Regions from separate parts of the Sus scrofa genome. Here region 1 is linked to region 2. The links are chromatin contacts, called in public promoter capture Hi-C maps. All regions are on one chromosome and are shown on one strand. Each heading gives the region's core, a stretch centred on a gene start, on an enhancer-like site or on the middle of the called end of the contact. The rest is flanking DNA. Distances are from core to core; before and after follow the strand shown.

Region 1 (3,758 bases), core at 354-2,853, 400 kb after region 2:
ACGCTGCACATAGAGCACGAGACAGAGTACCTGCTGGAGTAAGTACTCAGGAAATGCCAACCATGGGAATAATTAGCGGAGCACCCCAGCCACCTGACCTCTGAGCGCATCTCACTCTCCCGCCTCCCCGTGTTTGCACAAGCCGTACCCTCCGCGTGGGACCCCAATTCGCACCTCACCTAAGAAAATTCTAAGTCACTCTACACTCACTACTGCGAGTCTGTACCTCAACCTGACTCCTAGATCAGCCTGTGGGATTCCTCCAGGGAAAGGACTGGCTGGAATCTGTGGGACTCCACGAAGTTTACTCTGGGCTCCCAAGGTGCCCTGAGCTGCTTTCCTTGTCACCCTACACTTGGCTCTGAGATCTCTTCCATGCGCAGTGCAAAAGAGGTTCAGAAGGGATGGGGTGGGGGGTGGCAAGGAGAGAGGAAGGTTTGGAAGGGCAGGCCGGGGGCTGAGGCTGCACGCCCTCCTCTGACAGTCCCCAGAATCCACCATTCCCCGGGAGGCTGAACCAGGAGGTGGGGGGAGGGACTGGGGCAGGGAGCTCAGGGCCCTGGGGTTCCCATCTCCCCTCTGCCACCTCCCTCCCAGGATGGGGTGTGGGAAGTCCATCTCTCTCCTTCCCGCCACCCTTCCGCCCCATCTCACCTGAGCCTCTTGCACCTTCCCTGTCTGGGTCTCCACAGGGTCTGAGGCTGGGGGGAGGAGGGGGAGCAGACGTGGTTAAGGTGAAGGGAGTGGTTAAGGGGGAAGGAAGGGCTTCAAATTAGTGGGGCAGAGGGATCAAGAAAACTCACCAACCTGGTCATACCGGGTGGGGTGGGGGTGTAAAATGGAAGTGGAGGAGGGCGGCAATGGGGAAAAGCGGACCTTATCAGTGTGCAGACGGCTGGGAGGAGAGGTTAGCGAGGGACAAAGAGGCCGGGACAGGAAGGTTTAGGCGAGGGAAGAGAAAGTAAAGCACGCCCGGCATGGAGGAAGACTTAGGAGGAGTTAGGAAGGGTGTAGTAGTGTGAGAGTGTGTGTCATTAGGTTTACAAGCAGTGGGAAGCCATAGAAAGGAGAGAAGACATACTCTGCCTGTTGGCAGGTTTGGGAGAAGAGGTGCAGAGTGTGTGTGTGTGTGTGGTGTGTGTGTGTGTGTGTGTCGGGCAGGGTGGGGTTGGTTTCGGAGAAAAAGGAAGCAATAGGAGGGGACCCTGGCATCCTACAGTTGCTACTAACAACCAGGTACCCTTAGCAACCAGGACCGCGGCATCTTAAGTCCCTAGCAACGAGGGTCCTTGGCAACTAAGGTGCGAGAAACATGTGATCATTAGTAACTTGGGGGAAGTGGCAAACGGACCCTTAAAACCTAGCGACCCAGAAAGCCACCAATCTAGCAATATGGATCACTTGGCAACTGCCCCCGGAATCCCATTTTCCCCCCCATGCAACCCCCATCTCCTGCCCCACCAAGCCTGCCCTCGGGCCCCGGGGCCTACGACCCTCAGCTAGGCCCCGGTGCAGCCCTGCCCTCCCACCGGGGTCCCCGACTCACGATCCGGCTCGGCCATGGGCGCGGGGCGGGGGCCCTCGGGACTGTCACCGACTGCTCTGTCCCGTGACGGCACCGGAAACAGGAGGGGGCCGAGACAAGGCAGAGAACTACAACTCCCAGCAGCCATCGCGATCGCATATAATGCTCTGCACCGCGTACGGAGCGCGCCCCCACGCAAAGGCCGGACTACGAGTCCCAGAGGGCTCCACGTCCACAGCCATGCTGGTAAAGGACTCCGGGAAAGTGTGGGAAAAGGTAGAACGCCGTAGTCCACCTGAGTGCTCTGATTGGTCATCATGTGGCATGGGGGCGGGGCGTGTACTACTTAGCCCACCCTGATTGGATGAGTCAGGGGGGCGTGTTGGGGAATTCCCCGCAGGGCGGAAGCTCGAGAATTCCAGGCAGAGCCCAGCGACAGGCGGGCTGCCGCTGGGGGCCCCTGAGGCTTCGGGGGCCATGGCTGGGGTTGCGTGCTTGGGGAAAGCTGCGGACACCGATGAATGGTGCGACAGCGGCTTGGGCTCTCTGGGTCCGGACGCAGCGGCCCCCGGAGGACCAGGCCTAGGCGCGGAGCTGGGTCCGGGACTATCGTGGGCGCCCCTCGTCTTCGGCTACGTCACTGAGGATGGCGACACGTGAGTGAACCTTAGACTGACAAATCGGGCCCCAGGGTCCCACATCTCCAATCCTGACTTCCCAACCTTTCAATCCTAAATCTGTCTTTTGATGCTTGACTTCCTGACCCCAAGACTGGCCTCTGATAAAACCAACTTCTTATCTAATTTTGATCCTAACCCAATAATGTCTGGCCTTCCTTTCTTGAACTGATTCTCAGAGTTATGCGTTCATTGATCAGACCCACATTCAGTGATCGATTCCACATCCAAAACTCGATTTGACCTTCCTGACCCCAGTCCTTAGCCCTCTGTTAGAACTGTAGTTCAGACAGGCTCCTCCTGACCTTTATCCTCCAAATATGATCTTTGGTCCTCAGCGCCTAACTTACATGAGCCTTAGATTTTATTTCGAAATTAATACTTGGCTTTTGACTCCAGGATCCCACCTTCTGAACTCTGATCTTCAAAGCTTACATTCAAAGAGAAAATGGAAACTACATAACAGCAGGAATTCATCTATTAAACAAATAATCCAACACCTTCGACTTTCCAGGAACTGTTTTAGGTGTGGCCTAAAGGCAGGGAGGAAAGCCCAAAAAACATTTGTCTTGTGGAGCATACATTCTAGTGGGGGTATATAGACAGAAGGGCAGATAGACTGACAGGGAGGGAGGAAGGGTAGGAGGAAGAAAAAGGAAAGAAAAGGAGAGAGAAGGAAAGAGAAAAAAAGATACACAGACCTAAAGTAAGAAAGGGAGAGAAAGAAGAAAGGCAGGAAGAAACGAAGACAAAAATTAAAAAAAAAAAGAAAAATAGCATGTCAGACGTTAAGAAGTTCTTTGGAGAAAAATAAAGCAGGGAAGTGAGACAAGTAGATTATCTGGGGAGAACATTGCACATAGAGGGAAAAACAGTTGTAAAGGCCCAATTGAGGGAATGTACCTGGGGTTTTTGAGTATCGTGTTTACCGCTGTATCCCCAGTGACCCAGCAGCCCCTGACCCATAGGAGGCACTCAGGAAACAGTGATCTTCTCAAACAACCAGCTGTGGTTTCATTTATTTTCTCTTTTTCTCTCTTTTTGCTTTCTATTTTGTTGATCTCTGTTCTGACTTATTTACTTTCTTCTCTTATTTGGGGTTTAATTTCTTCTTTTTCTCGTTTTTTAAGATGGAAGCTGAGGTCATTGATTTGAGACTCTTTTTTTTTTTTTTTTTTACGCATATAAGTGATTCATGCTGTAAATTTCCCGGAGTAGTGCTTTAGCAGTATCTCACCAATTCTGATGTGCTGTGTCGTTTTTTGTCATTTTGTTTTGTTTTGCTTTTAAGGCCTACCTGCGACATACGGAAGTTCCCAGGCTGGGGTCAAATCGAAGATGCAGCTGCCGGCCTACACCGCAGCCACCGCAATGTGGGATCTGAGCCCTATGTGCGACTTAGACCACAGCTTATGGCAGTGCCAGATCTTTAACCCAGTGATCCGGGCCAGGGATTGACCACATCCTCATGGATACTGGTTGTGTTCGTTAACCACTGAGTCACAACAGGAATTCCATGATGTGTAGTGTTTTTATTTAATGCAATATACTTTCTA
Region 2 (3,925 bases), core at 568-3,067:
CAGCCCTCGAGCCAGGCGCATGGCTGGGGAAGAGGGGGTCACCTCGGGCTCCATCAAGGATGTCCGGCGGGAGTCGGAGGACCGGCCCGAGGCCTGCTCTTTTCGGGAGCCCCCGCCAGCGGACGGCTCCGACTGCACGTTCCCCATTTCTGACGGAGGTCAGGGACTGTGGTCAGAAAAACGTCAGCCAGTCAATCTATCAGGGCTGGGGGAAACCCACGAGGCAGAGTTGTACTTGGTCCTATCTATCCTCACCCGCCCTGCCCTTGTCCTCCGATATCCACTCGGGAACTAGTCTCTAGCCGCATTCCTATTTCTCTGCTCTTGACGTTCACATCTTCTTCCCCGTGGACCCATACAGCTGCTGTTCAGGTACAGAGTCCCCATTCTCTTAGTGTACTAAGGTTCAGTACCTGTCTTCCTATCTGGACCCTCAGATCACATCCCTTCGCTTTGACCACATCCGAGGTCTCTAGACTCCAAGACATAGGCCTTGCCCGCCTTCCTTGCCAGTTACTCAGGCCACAACACGCGTGGTGATTGTACTCTGTAGCTTGTAAGACCAAGGAGTACCAGCTTCTCTCCCTGAACTCTCAACAAGGTTTCTTTGGCCCAGGCCCCGCCTCCTCCCTCTGGTCCCGCCCCCGATTGTCAGGGAATCGGGCCTTCTCAACCAGACCCCCCAACCCTCCCCAGGTCTGGCCCCGCCTCCGCTTAACAAATCCAGATATTTTTGTCGTGCTAACCCCTCAGTCCTCACCTCTAACCCTCAACTCCCTCTCAATTGATTATTTGGTTCCCGCCCTCTTCCCAGGCTTCACTGCTAAATTTCTTTTCCTGCTCCAGGTCTAGCGGCAGACCTCATACTCAGGCTCCACCCCTTCCCCCAAGCTCCGCCCTCGCTCCTCCTCTCAGAGGATCCCACTCACCGACTCCACCAGCCGACCGAAGTTCGGACCGCGGCCCCCTGGGCCCAGGGGAGGGAGGGGAACGGCCGCAGCAGAAAGTAACCGAAAAGAACGGGGCAAGCGGGCGAGGCAGCAAGAGCGGACCCCGAGACCTAGGCCCCGCCCATAGGCTCGAGCCCCCCGCCCCGTGTGCCAGCTTGAGCACTGCCCCTTAGGAACCTGGATCTCCCTTTGAAATACTCCAGTGTCTTCTTCCCCGCCCCCAGGCCTTGCAGTCCTAGGCCCCACCCCTGTAGAACGTTCTTTTAAGCCCCGCCCCTTCACAATGCCCCGCCCTCTCCGTTAGTTTCTCTCCTGAAGCTCCGCCCATTATGAACACAGCTGCGTAGCTCCTCCCTTTTGGAACTCTCCGTCGTCCGGCCCCTAAAGGCAGTTTACTTGTAAGCTCCGTCCTACAAGGACAACCTCTCCTCCCAAGACCCTCTTTCCTCTGGCTCGCCCAGAAGGCCCTTCCTCTGTGGATCCGCCCCTTCTATGACGCACGCGCTCGTCCGCGCCTCCCGCGTCTTCACTCTCCTTTTCCAGGCCCTCCGACCCCGCCCCCTAGCGATGCTCCCTTCTCGCCCCACCCCTTTTCGAACCCCGCCAGGCACCCCGCCACTCCCATTTAGAACCCAAAACATAGACCTTGCCTCTTTAGAACATCCAGAGCAAGCTCTGTCCTAGACTCCCTCCCTACATCCTCAGGGACCAATGGCACAGATGGGTGGGAAAGGAGGGGATCCTTTCTGGATCCTAAGAAAATGGGGGCTGGGGGGCTGTTCGCTGGAGCCAGGGCCGGGCTCTAGGACCCAGCGGGCAAGTGCGCCTGCCTCGCGCTTACCCCTCCCCCCAAGCCGCCCCCTCCCCCCCCATCTACCAGGTTTCCCCTCCCTCCCCCCTCGCCCCGGCTCCCGGTGCCCGTCTCTAGCGCCGCCGGAGCCAGCGAGGGAGCTGGAGCGAAGAGGAGGAGGAGGAGGAGGCCACGTCGCCACCGCTCGGAGCCCGGCCGGAGCCTTCCAGGCAGGTGCCGAGGGGGGCGAGGGGGCGGGGGCTGACAGACGGCCTGTCACGGTGAGGGGGCAGCCGGGACCGCGCAGCGCCTCCTGTCCACCGGGACGCCCCCAGACCCTGGCTGGAAGGACAAGGGGGTGGGGGCTCCTAAACTGCGCGGCAGCCATTTGGGGTACCAGTCTCCATTTGGGGGGGCCTGGACTTCCTACGAGGACACCCCATTCATAATTTCCGTACTGGACCCCCACCATTGAGGAAATCTGGGGACCACTCCCCCCAGGAAACAGATCATAGGGAGCGTAGGGCACCCAGAAATCCCGGCATCCCATCCCAGTAGGCCCTGGGGGGGGACCCCTGCCCTCTTTCTCTGCTTCACCTGTTGTCGGGGGAGGCGGGCGGACAAAGGAAGCAGCGTCACGTGACTGCTCATTCACAAAATCCCATCCCATTGAGAAAAGGGGGCTGGGGGCGCTGCGGCGGCCCCTTCCCCTCCCGAAAGGCTGGGGAAACCCGACAGCCTGCTGGTGGGGGAAGGGGCTAGAGCTCGTGGCTTGGGTGCTTGAGGCTGGGGCACCAAGGTCCCTGCGCTAGGTGGTAGTGAGGGGTTGGAGGCTGATCCTGATTGCTGGGCGGAGGGCTATGGTCCCTGAACAGGGGGGAGGGGGGCTGGGGGGCGGGGTAAGATGGTTCTGAAGGATGCTGGGGCCGGGAGAGGGAAGAGGAGGGATCAATTCCCCCCTCCCCGCCCGCCTGCCCGCCCGCAATCTCTCCCCCTTGCCTTTCCTCGGCAGGGGCCTGAGGGAGCAACCTTGATTTTGTGAATGAAATGCTCTCTGGATGTGTCTCGGTCGCCCGTTCCTGGCTTCTTCTGCCTCCATCTCCCTTTCGGCCTGTCTCTGGCCATTTCTGGTTCTCTCCCTGCTCTCTGCCCATCTCCCGTTGCCGGGTGACTCAATGAGCTTTGCATCCGGTCTCATTCATAAATCCGGGAAGGGGTGGGGGGAAGAGAGCCTGGGTTTCTCACCCAGCCAGTGGCCTGGGCGGCAGGGTGCGGAGGCAGTGTAGGGGGGACTGGGGCTGAGTTGATGGGCTCTAAGAAAATACATATGCGCAGGCACCCAGCTGTGAGGGGGACGATGGGTGGGGCTGTGGGTACGTGCAGAGGGAGGAGAAGGAGAGAGGTTGATAGGGGATGAGCAGGAGGAGGAAGGGAAGTGGAAGAGCAAAGCTATGGGGGGTGAGGACGGGCAAGATGGGGAGAGGGAGAAAAGGTGGGTAGGGAGAAAAAAGGTAGCTATGGAGGAAAAGGTAGGCATGGGAGGAAGGAGATGGCAAGAGGAAGAAAGAAGCAGTGCTGGAGGAAGGTGGGCATGGGGAAGAAGATGGGCAGAAGAGACGTGATGGGGACGGGGAGAAGGTGGCATGGGGTGGAGGTGGGTATGGAAGGTGAGGTACAGGCTGGCTGAGGGTGCAGTAGATCCAGCTGAGGGAGCTGAAGAGGGGAGGTGAAGGATGGGGGGGACACTGAATAGGAGAACAGGATTGGGGCTCACTGACGGTGTTGTCTCTGTCCCCCCCAAACTCCTCCAGGTACATGGTTCGGGTCCGAGCCGTGGTGATGGCCCGAGATGACTCCAGTGGGGGCTGGCTGCCTGTGGGGGGCGGGGGCCTCAGCCAGGTGAGCGTATGTCGGGTCCGAGGGGCCAGGCCCGAGGGGGGGGCCCGCCAGGGGCACTACGTCATCCACGGGGAGCGCCTCCGGGACCAGAAAGTGAGCCACCCTGGGGCATGGGGGTGGTGTGGGGTGTGGGGAAGTAGGGGAACGGGGCTGGGAATGCAGAGGTGTGGTCCGGTCATCTCCCAGCCCGGATCAAACCGGGGTGTGGGATGGAGTTGGAAGTGAATGTCTGTCCTCTGGATACGAGTTGAGAGTTTCCGGACTACTGGGGCTATGAAGCAGGTCC

The links. Promoter capture Hi-C pulls out the DNA fragments that hold promoters and counts their contacts.
Region 1: a contact with region 2 is called in a promoter capture Hi-C map of liver, with 2.7 times the contacts expected there. The contact joins the promoter of SIRT2 here to the promoter of SPRED3 in region 2. A contact is called at or near these places in 1 of 5 promoter capture datasets (liver) and 1 of 2 datasets of contacts at active chromatin or transcription factors (alveolar macrophages).

The regions. Positions count from the first base shown.
Region 1 is chr6:47,701,739-47,705,496 of Sscrofa11.1, forward strand. It overlaps SIRT2 (sirtuin 2), which reads right to left and starts at 1,604. Exons shown (of 17, transcript NM_001114271.1): 1 at 1,547-1,604; 2 at 655-701. The coding sequence starts at 1,562. NFKBIB (NF-kappa-B inhibitor beta) reads left to right here and starts at 1,906. Exons shown (of 6, transcript XM_003355897.5): 1 at 1,906-2,181. The coding sequence starts at 2,003.
Region 2 is chr6:47,300,394-47,304,318 of Sscrofa11.1, forward strand. It overlaps SPRED3 (sprouty-related, EVH1 domain-containing protein 3), which reads left to right and starts at 1,818. Exons shown (of 6, transcript XM_021094342.1): 1 at 1,818-1,970; 2 at 3,552-3,639. The coding sequence starts at 3,556. It overlaps GGN (gametogenetin), which reads right to left and starts at 1,183. Exons shown (of 3, transcript XM_005664585.3): 1 at 930-1,183; 2 at 1-166. The coding sequence starts at 147.